Regions from separate parts of the Zea mays genome. Here region 1 is linked to region 2. A link is a contact called in public Hi-C data. All regions are on one chromosome and are shown on one strand. The core of a region is the stretch at or near the end of the contact, and the rest is flanking DNA. Distances in the headings are between cores, read along the strand shown.

Evidence for each region. A called contact is a pair of places that touch in the nucleus more often than the background predicts.
Region 1: a Hi-C map of ear shows a contact between it and region 2, with 2.8 times the contacts expected there. The contact joins the promoter of LOC100275657 here to the promoter of LOC100501866 in region 2. A contact is called at or near these places in 2 of 25 Hi-C or Micro-C datasets (bundle sheath and ear).

Annotation. Positions count from the first base shown.
Region 1 is chr7:114,612,021-114,617,073 of Zm-B73-REFERENCE-NAM-5.0, forward strand. LOC100275657 reads left to right here and starts at 3,685. Exons shown (of 3, transcript NM_001149692.2): 1 at 3,685-3,903; 2 at 4,017-4,101; 3 at 4,199-4,580. The coding sequence starts at 3,892. The coding sequence ends at 4,377. It overlaps LOC542626 (mismatch binding protein Mus3), which reads left to right. Exons shown (of 21, transcript XM_020541216.2): 15 at 53-215; 16 at 695-984; 17 at 1,060-1,197; 18 at 1,280-1,359; 19 at 1,489-1,585; 20 at 1,678-1,807; 21 at 1,938-2,902. The coding sequence ends at 2,167. It overlaps LOC100285796 (dihydrolipoyllysine-residue acetyltransferase component of pyruvatedehydrogenase complex), which reads right to left. Exons shown (of 6, transcript NM_001158686.3): 6 at 4,859-5,053. The coding sequence ends at 4,958.
Region 2 is chr7:113,942,867-113,948,381 of Zm-B73-REFERENCE-NAM-5.0, forward strand. It overlaps LOC100501866, which reads left to right and starts at 3,843. Exons shown (of 2, transcript NM_001196507.2): 1 at 3,843-4,896. The coding sequence starts at 4,144. It overlaps LOC107604626, which reads right to left and starts at 4,943. Exons shown (of 2, transcript NM_001323503.1): 1 at 4,156-4,943; 2 at 2,080-2,563. The coding sequence starts at 4,809. The coding sequence ends at 2,519. LOC103632728 (U-box domain-containing protein 35) reads left to right here. Exons shown (of 12, transcript XM_008654469.4): 11 at 1-145; 12 at 582-1,261. The coding sequence ends at 782.

The DNA of each region.
Region 1 (5,053 bases), core at 2,435-4,934, 670 kb after region 2:
GCCTATGTTAAGAAATCCTAAGAGTGTAAGACAATTTAAATGTTCTAACCAGGGTTTCTATCGGTACTGGACGCCAGAACTGAAAGAGCTAATATTAGAACTTTCAAAGGCTGAGTCAGAGAAAGAATCAAAATTGAAAGCCATTCTTCAGAATCTGATTCAGCTATTTGTTGAGCATCACACTGAGTGGAGGCAGCTGGTTTCTGTTGTTGCTGGTAACGCTTCATGCAATATTGTTTTTCTCTCTAGCACTTTAGTTTTAGTTTACCACAGGTTAGCAATATTCCTAGTGTTCTATATTTTAATGATATTTTCTCCTAATGGATCTCTATTATTTTACTGTACCCTGATTTGCTATTTCATTGAAAGAAAGTACTGAGAATTTGTTTGATGTTCTAAGTTGCTAATTTTGCATACCATCTTACCATCTGCCAAGTATATATCAACTGTTTCTTTCTTCCAAAAGGCATGTTTGTGCGACCTACTATATGGAGATCTTTATTGTCAAGCAAGACTGAGTAACAGTGATGTTGGTTAATAACTAATATTACCAGTATGACAGTTGATTCATGACTAGTAAAGAATTGTTATCCTGCTAGCTGTACTTCTAACAAAGACGCGTAGCTGTGTATACCACATTCATTGTGTAGGTATATTTTCTATTCTAAATATTTCCTTTGATTTTATCATACAGAGCTTGATGTATTGACAAGTCTTGCTATTGCAAGTGGTTATTTTGAGGGACCAAGTTGCTGTCCAACTATAAAAGAATCAAATGGCACAGACGATACTCCTACTTTCCATGCTAGAAATCTTGGACATCCCATTCTACGAAGTGATTCCTTAGGCAAGGGTTCATTTGTACCGAATGACGTTAAGATAGGTGGTCCAGGGAATGCCAGTTTTATTGTTCTTACTGGTCCAAATATGGGTGGTAAATCAACTCTCTTGCGCCAAGTTTGTCTTACCATTATACTGGCTCAGGTAATTCACCATCTTTATCATGTATATATATCAGCATTGCTTGTTCATGACAACTGATTTCATATTCTTTGCCAGATTGGAGCAGATGTTCCTGCAGAAAAACTTGAGCTTTCTCTTGTTGACCGTATCTTCGTTCGAATGGGAGCAAGGGATCATATTATGGCTGGCCAAAGTACATTCTTGGTGGAGCTCGAGGAGACTGCCTCAGTGCTTGTAAGTTCTTCCTTGGAGATATGAGGATTTATATTAATTTTTAATTTTGTATGTTCTCAACCGTGTTCAACTTTTGCTCCAGTCATCAGCTACCAAGAATTCTCTTGTGGTGTTAGATGAGCTTGGACGGGGTACATCAACTTCTGATGGACAAGCTATCGCGTAAGTTGGATTACTGGTCATAACATTGGTTGCTGCCTACTTCTGATATCTATTTATTCTCTTGTAGTCTCATTTACCTTTAATAATGCTCACTATGAGATCACTGACTCGCCCTTACTACTACAACAGGGCTTCAGTTCTGGAATATCTAGTTCATCAGGTGCAGTGTCTAGGCTTGTTTTCTACACACTATCATAGGTTAGCAATGGAACACAACGATACCAAGGTAATCGACACATACCTTGTCCTTTTTTGTTGTTCCTTAATCCAACTTTATCCAATGTTGTAACCTGCATATATGAATACTGAACATCGCAGGTATCGCTGTGCCATATGGCGTGCGAGGTGGTCGAGGGAGTAGGAGGTCTGGAAGAAGTGACTTTCCTTTATAGATTAACACCTGGTGCTTGCCCTAAAAGTTATGGTGTAAATGTTGCTCGATTGGCAGGTAATTCTCAAGCTAATGCACTTGTTTCTTAATGTCTTCTGCTCTGAATTCAAATGCTCTTTTTCCTCGGGCCGTGTTATGTTGACACATAATACCATGCCCATTTGCTGTCTTCGCTCTTGATACTCAGGAATTCCTACTAAATTGCTTCAAAGAGCGAATGAAAAGTCGAGTGAATTTGAGGCCAATTACGGGAAGCGACACAAGATGACCAACGATAAGCACGTCAGTGCACAGAGCGATGATAAGTTTTCTGCCATAAGGGATCTGTTTCGAATTGTGAAGACATGGCCTCGTCCTGAAGATCAGGAAGCGAGTATAAGCATGCTCCGTAAATTGCAGAAGCGTGCCAAGGTATAGGCTGTGGAAGGCTAGGTAGGCGATTGTTACATAGCATGCTCGCCTGGTAGAGATGGCCTCGTTTTGCTACCTTGGTGGCATTTTTTTTGTTGGATTGGCGTCATACCGAGAGGGGAGAAAATTACGTGGACACGGGTTCCAATCGAGGACAGCATTGCCCTAGGTTTAGTGTGGAAGCAGAAAAAGGCTCAGTCCCATCGGATGTGTCAGGATTCATTGATGGGACGTGGATTGAGAATTCTGCGTCTACAGCTTTACTATCCCTTCCAACAATTTTGTGCCCTCACTAATTCTCCTACCAGGCCAGGAGCCCCAAGGTATTGGTCTGTCCTGGTTTGTTCGAGCTCGGTAGGGTGTTGGATCAGTGCTGACCTGAGACGTGGAGAAACATCCCGGACTGTAACTTTCCTGAAGGGTTAATTATGATTACTATATGTAAATCAGAACTACTCTCTCGAAGTTGCAAGGCAACTTAGGATTAATTTTAGTGCCTTTTTGTATTCTGAAAAGTTCGAGCTTGTATTTAGTCGAGATTTGAGCTGTAATCCAAAACAAAATAGGCCCCACTCCAACGTTTTATAGCCTTATCGTAGAACGATACAGGACACGTGGACATGAATCTTACTACGGTTATTCCCATCTGGGTTAGTTTGTGAACTTAAATCCTTTGGGATCTCCTGGGGTGAGGAATTTTAGGAGATACTATTTAAATAAGATATTTAATTATTTATGATAGGTTTTTTCTCTTTACCTCTCCTTGTTAGATCTGAGCATAGACCTTCTGATCCAACGAACTTGCTCGAAAAAAAACTGATTAATGCAAATCTGATTAATGCGATGTATGGGTATATGCTAGTGTTTGACCAGTAACCATCCATGGGTTAGGTACAGTTCATCCCAAACCTAATCTAAGCTAAAAAAATCCGACCCAATCTAGAAAAAATCTAACCCGACGTGTTCAATAGAGGCATGGGCTAATCTAACATAACTCGATACTATGCATGAGTTGGACATGAGCCGGATCAAACGATCCAATATTTACACGATCCAATCTTTACTTGACCCGACGTTTGAACGATCCAACCTTTATGTGACCCGACGTTTGAACAAGTCCACACTTTGCTTTCAAACTAGCACTTTAAATCCATTCAATCTCCTTCCATCTATATGAATTAAGATTAAAATGAACATGTAAAGAGTGCTAATAACCTTCCCACGGGACCTTGCAGAATACTAGCAATACCGATTACCGTAGGAGTCGATGAATCTAAAAGTAACCAAAATGTGAAAGCATATAAGCGGGTCCACGGTCCAAAACTCCGAATCAACGAGCCGAAGAACAGCAGAGCAGTCGTAGAAAAAGGATGTGTGGAAGCGGAAAGGGCACTGCATGGAAGCCAGCCTGCGCTGCTTGTGCCCCGGAATCTGATTCCCAAAAAGCACATAGATCGAGCCCACACGGGAATGAATCACTCGAGTGAAGCGTCCATAAAAGATCAGGCTCACAAGTTACAAGTAGTCAAGTACGGCTGCAAGCAAAGCGAAGCACACCAAAGCGAGCATCAAGCAGCGCCTCGCACGCTAATCCCTTCCTTTCCTCTGCTGGCCGCCCTTAACAGCACTCGGTCCTCGCTCTCCCTGCGGCGGCCTTTTTCACACTCTGCACCTCCTCCCCTCCGGCCAGTCGAAACCGTCGCCGCCGCCGCCGGGAGGAGAAGAGCTCCATGGACTACAGGGTGAGTGCGTGCCAACATGAGGGTTTCATGTTATGTCAGTCCTAGCAAAATTGTTGTCGAGAGCTGAAACTCCGAGAGGCAGTTAAGTGACGTGTGCTCTTTACTCTCAGCAGCAGTCCTACTGCATGACCCTGAGGATGAACATCGACTGCAACGGGTGCTACCAGAGGATCAGGAGGGCGCTCCTCCAGATGCGAGGTAAACACTCTAGCCGCCCATCTGCGGTGATGCCTGAAAGGCTGAAACCTCGGTTTGTGAAGCTTCTCTGAACTGAACCTTTTTGGTTTTTTTGCAGAGCTGGAGAAACACCTGATCGACAAGAAGCACGGCCGGGTCGTAGTGTGGGGCGCCTTCAGCCCGCAGGACGTGGCCATCAAGATCAGGAAGCGGACCAACCGCCGCGTCGAGATCCTCGACCTCAGCGAGGCCTCGCCGGCAGCCCCAGAAGGCGGCCCCGACGGCCACATGTCCTGAAGGAACCACGTCACCAATACGTACTCTGGAGAACTGCTTGCTATTCTCTTCACTCTTCACCAAGGCAGGCCCGCCTCAGAGGACGTAACCATATGCCTGCCTGGCATCTTTTACCTTCTTGTAATTTAGGAATCCTGCATCATTTTGTTCTGTAACTGTGAAGGCTTGTTGAAGTAACCAGAAAAAAAATCTAGGTACCGTTCTAAAAGTCCATCTGATGCGACCAGAGAGGCTATGCTCGTTTGCTTTAACTTTACTCAAAACAGGAAAAAATGATCTGTTGAATTTCCTGTCAATTAGTATTGTCCAGTTAAGACATAAACAAGATCTATATAGGAACCAGGAAGCAGCCTCTATCATTATTAATGCCCCAAAGTGTTTACACAATTCATGGTTTCTTGAATCAGGGTCTCCCTCCAAGAATAGATAAACACACGGAGCGAAAACGATCAGTGTATAAACTGTACACAAAAATCTGTATGTGGAGATATAACATTGAAAAGTGTCTTTTTATTATCTATATTGGCATTGTCTTCCAATTGTGAATAAAAAAAAATTGAGAACTTGTATGAAGCTTCCCTTACAATGTGAGGCATTCAGGATCCTCAACAATCTTTGCAAATGTTTGCAGGAATGCTGCCAAATCAGCACCATAGATAATCCTGTGATCAGCAGT
Region 2 (5,515 bases), core at 2,593-5,092:
AATGCGAAGCAAGGATCGACCTGACCTGAAGTCTAAGGTTCTTGTAGTTTTAGAGCGGCTGAACAATCTTGCCAGCACTGTGTATCATTCGGTGCAGCCCATCCCAACTGCACCACCAAGCCATTTTATCTGCCCTATACTCAAGGTATTTCTACCATTTCAATCATACCTAATTGCATGTAGGCCATGCCTGGACATATAGTTTGTCATCTTCATGAAAAGCAGACTAGGCAGTTGACGCATTTTAAAAGGATGAACAGTATTATGTACCTGACTGAAGATTGAAACTAACTTTAGAATCTGAAGTATGTTATGGTGTACCTGATTTATAAAATCAATAGTGCAGTAGGGCCTTGTTTGGCTGCACACAAATCTACCCCAATCCATATGGCTTGGGACGATTGAAGTGGAAATTTAAGTCGATTTTCTACATCAATCCCTCCTAAACCATGCGGATTGGGGGTTGGATTTATGTGCAGTCAAACAAGCCCTAGAACTTACAGGTAGTCCAAGCTAATCACGGCTTGATGTCTCTATTATTTCTACTTGAAGGGTGTGATATAATATTTTTTTCCCTGCAGAGGGTAATGCAGGATCCATGCATTGCGTCTGATGGGTACTCGTATGAACGGGTTGCGATTGAGATGTGGCTTAATGAGAATGATGTGTCACCATTGACGAAGGCGCGACTTCCTGACAAAAACTTGGTGCCCAATCTTGCCCTGATATGCCTGATCAATTCTTGGAAGGGAGAGGTAGGAGCTACTGGGCCCATTCGCTGAGCTTTACTACCCAAGGATATCGCATTAGAAGCTAATGCTGTACAGGTTTGTCTTGATAACCTCCATACACTGTAGATACCGTGATCGGGTGAGTTCTCTGTAAGTAGCAGTTTTGCAGCATCTCTTAGATAGTACAGTGTGATAGATCCTGAAGGTTACTTCATGCTTAGCCCCAATTATAGGTCTGAATCCGTAGAATACCACAGAGACACAGACCCTTTAGGGCTTGTTCGTTTCTACCCCAATCCATATGTATTGAGGGGGATTGAGGGGGTTTCAATCCCTAGTAATTCAAAATCCCTTCCAATCCGTATCAATCTCCTTCAATCCATATGGATTGAAAATAACCGAACAAGCCCTTAAAGGATTTGATTAGGGTACCCATAGTTATTCGATATCCCGTGGCCTACGACGGTTTCTGTACCTTTCAGAAATGATGAAGATGCACATGTCCTACGATGGTTTATGTACCCTTTTTACAGTTTGTTTGGACCAACAATAGTGGCTAGGCGGGCCTAAACACCGGTGGGGCCTCAATGCACTTCCTCGAAGGGCCTCCCGCTTCGCTTATCTGTAGCCTGCACCTGCAGCGCCACTGACCCGTTGTTTCCTCCTCCCGTGCAGGAGAGGAATTGTCATCACATCATATCATCGTTTTTTTTTCTCTTAGAGCTAGTTTGGGAATCATATTATCCCAAGGGATTTTTATTTTCCCAATGGAAATTAGTTCATTTTCCCTTGGAAAAATAAGAATCTCTTGAGAAAATTGAGCTTCCAAACTAGCCCTTACATTTAATATAATCACGCATTAGCTGAACCAGCCATATTCCCCATTTTCTTGTGCCGGCGCCTGCTGCCGACTTTGGTGCACCAGCAGCAGCGCCACCACCACCAACCACCACCCGCTGTGTCCAAAAAGACAGGATCGATGAGGATCGAACGATTGGACGGCGATAGCCGTGGGCGGCCGTGGCGGAAAGGCGGCGCCGCGCCGGATAAAGCGACATGCGATTGTGTCGCGGGCCTTGTGTGTGGTCGCATGCATGCGCCGCACATGCGCGCGTGGCGACGGGTCGGCGTCGTCGTAGCAGTCTAGCGTAGCAGTGCGGCGTGGTGGTGGACTGGACGACTGGTGGTGGTGGTGCGCATCAACTTTCGTCACCGGCGCGGCCAGATTTATACCTGACGTCGCAGTTTGGAGAATCAGAAGCACCACCGGTCAAAAGGGGGCGGCGTACAAAACACATGCGTACGACAAGGTAAATAGCACCCATAAGCGCACTGGAAAGCAGTGAGTAAACTGAGAAAGAAACGTGGCTAGTTATAAATATACAAACATAGAATATATACATTCTGATTCAGTGTTTCATTCACACTGACCCTCTGATCAAGGTGGCTGTACATGCCCCATGTATATCACACCAGTACGGTACATATTGCTAGCATATTTTTCTTCGTCATTTTTTTTGCTTTCCTAATTAACTACTACAGTGCTATACTGCTACGTTTCCATACCTATGAAAACAGAGAACGAAGACTGAAGTACGTAGATGGCGACTGGCCTAAGACTTAGGACGCGATGAGAATTGCTGGGGAGATTAGATAGGAAGCCAGAGCGGCTTCTCATGTTCCAGATAACCCCAGCAACCCATGCATCTTGCCGATGAACAAGCGATCAAGCAGGGGAAGAGAGAGAAAAAAAAAACAGGAGTACTCGATCTCAAGGCTTCCGCTTGTCATCCGATGATCTCGTCTGGGACTGCCTTGAACCTTGTTCGCTTCTGCAACAAGGGGACAGGGAAAAAAAATCCAGAATGTGAAATCAGGTTAACAGTAAGCTAAGAAAGCACGATCGACGCCTTGCATGTGTAAACAGATGCACAGAAAGGCATCGTTTGATTTGGTGTAGTCGGAGTGACTGGGGCCGGGACGGGTCGTTGGAAATTAAAGCCCTTTGACAAACCAACGGTTTCCCTTGAAAAGAAAGCGTTGCGACCGTGAACCAAATCACTAATCTTATGTATTATCGGTACTCGATCTCTCCCTTCCTTTTCTAACACCAAGCAAAGTCGTGCTACCAGAAAAAAGAAGAAAAAAAAGAAGCAAAGCTGCAGTCCACGATTGTCCTTCAATTTGTCCGTGTTGCTAAATAGCGACTTATATAGCTCGACGTCAGGAGGTAGTAAACGCTGCAAGGACTGACCGTGTCCCTTGAGGATTTGTTTTGTTTATCGCGATTTGACTGAACTAATCGGGTTCACTAATAACTCCTACCAACTCTCTATTAGGGCGGCCCCTTTCATTACTAGGAAAGCAAAGAGGAGATGAGGAGCAAACACTATTTTAAGGCACCGTGATGTGCAGTCCCATCTCTTTGGAAATAGTGGTGCACGTGTCTTTTTATTTGGCAACCACACACACTAGCCTCATCTTTTACCCCACCGTACCACGTTATACATGTACCATTCGTAAGCGTAGTGAAATAAAAATTACATGCAGTAGAAGTAATGAAAGACATGAGGAAGATGATGGCATGCCTACGTCTGAAAACGTCACCTGGCCGGAGGGGGTAGGGTGGGCCAGACCATGTGAACTCTCGTCACCAATCGTAACATGAATGATAATCCCAAGGGGCCCGGACGGGACGGGGACGAGAAATTTGCTGTTTTGCCACTCTCAAATTTGGCTGCCTGTTATTATGCCATCCCGTGTCTATGACTGGTGGGACCGTCTGTGTCTATGATTTGTGGGTCCGATGGCATACTGGCGAAGCCCACAAATGATAATGGCAAAATTGCCAATGGCTCGGACGGGGACACGGGGGTTAGTCTAACACAGACGCGGAATCTTAGGCACATGCAGGGGCGATTAGCCGGACGCGTGTGGTCGCCCTCATGCGACGTGGACCCCATTAGCAAGCAAGCAAGCTTACGCGCTGGGCTATCTAGTTGACATGTAGTACAAGGAGGGCTGGCATGCACGCACGACGCTGGATTTGTTAAGTGCAGTGAGTACCTACTACAAAAACAAAGCTGAGCACGAGAGTGAAGCCACAGCCCATCCGATCCGTTCCATTGTCGTCGTCTTCCAATTTCCAAACGAGCTGAGCGCCCATAAGTTTCCTATTGATTTTGCGTCGCAACAGTACGTTGCACGATCGCGATGCGCCGTCGTCTTTGCGCATTTGGTTTTGCCCGTGTCCTACTCCTAGCTAAGTCCAACTAGTGTCACGGGACGGCTTCGGGATAATGATTGGTTAATTGTTCCCTATAACCAGCTCTATAGGTGGCCTTGCAGTTGTGTGTTTAAGCTGCAACTCGATCAGAGGAGTTGTTGTTGCAAGGGAAGGGATCATGCATGCATGCCCACTCACCTCTTTCTTCAACGCCGGCGCTGGAGCCGCCGCCGGCGCCGGGTTCTTGCCGGACATCAGCGCGGAGGGCGGCGGCGCTGCGACGACGCCCTGGTCCCTGGCCACGCACAGCTGCATGATCCGCTCGGCGGCCTCGGCGGGGTCCCGGCTCTCCTGCATCAGCCGCGCCACGTCGGCCTTGGGCAGGCGCATGCGCAGCCGCACCGCGCCGTCGGCGCCCACCTCCACGGACGACGGCGGCGACGGCGACGGCGACGCGGCGGCGAGGCGCGCGGCGGCGGGCGGCGGCAGGATGGACGACACGTCCGAGACGGTGCGCCGGGACAGCATCAGGCCCTCCAGGCGCTCGCGGGCGCCCACGCGCAGCGCGCCCGACCACGTCTTGCGCGGCGCGCGCGGGTCGTCGCCGTCCCCGGCGCCGCCGCGGGGGATCTGCACCAGGAAGTAGAGCTTCCCGGGCTTGAGCGGCGCGTCGCGGTCCAGCGGGCGCGCGCGCACGCCCAGCCGCCGCACCTCCTCCGACTCCAGGAGCTGGTGGCCCGGGTGGCCGCGCAGCGCCGCGCACGCCGCCGCGGGGGTCTTGTAGCGGAACGTGGCGCCGTCCACCGTCATCACCTTGGCCGCGCGCCGCCTGCCCGCCAGAGCGTTGCCCATGGCGCGGTGGCGTGGCCGCACGCCGCGCGCCCGCAGGCCTTCGGGTGTTGCTTTGCTAGCGACGAGGAGATGCTAGCTGCTGGGGAGGTGGGGTTAATAACGTACGTAGTATAGTACGTGGGGGTTTGGAGGACTAGCTGAGAGAGAGGGAAAGGAAAGAGAGGCGAGCAGGTCAGTTATAAAAGCTTGTCCGCTGCGCTTGGGCCTTGGGGGGCCTCTCCATCGAGTTTGGTGCCAACAAATCTCCATCGTCCTGTCTCTTCCGATGGGCGATGCGGCACAGAAAACGGATGCCCGTGTTTTCTTAACCTCTGCTGATAAATCCGAGCCGTCGGATCTCGATCCAACGATCGACGCAAGTTTCCACACAAATACCGGTTCTCCCGCGCGCCGCGCGTATCTTGGTGCGTGTAAGCCCCTCTCTGGTCAGTCTTGGTTACCTACAACTGCAATGCAACTGCTGGTCCGACCGTTTCTTACTTCCTCCAGGTTTCGAGCAAGATAAGTAGGTTTTCCTTGACCAGTTAATTAACTACGCAAACTAAGATTGATCAAGGCAGATTATTCTAGCTACTAGGCCGTGTCTTCATTTGGTCCAGGTCTCCGTGTGTCGTTGCATTGCATTGCACGCACACCGATGTTTCCTCTGAAAACTTCATTTTATCAGTTTGGTCGCTCGCAAATTTAGCCCCTAAATTTAGCTAGC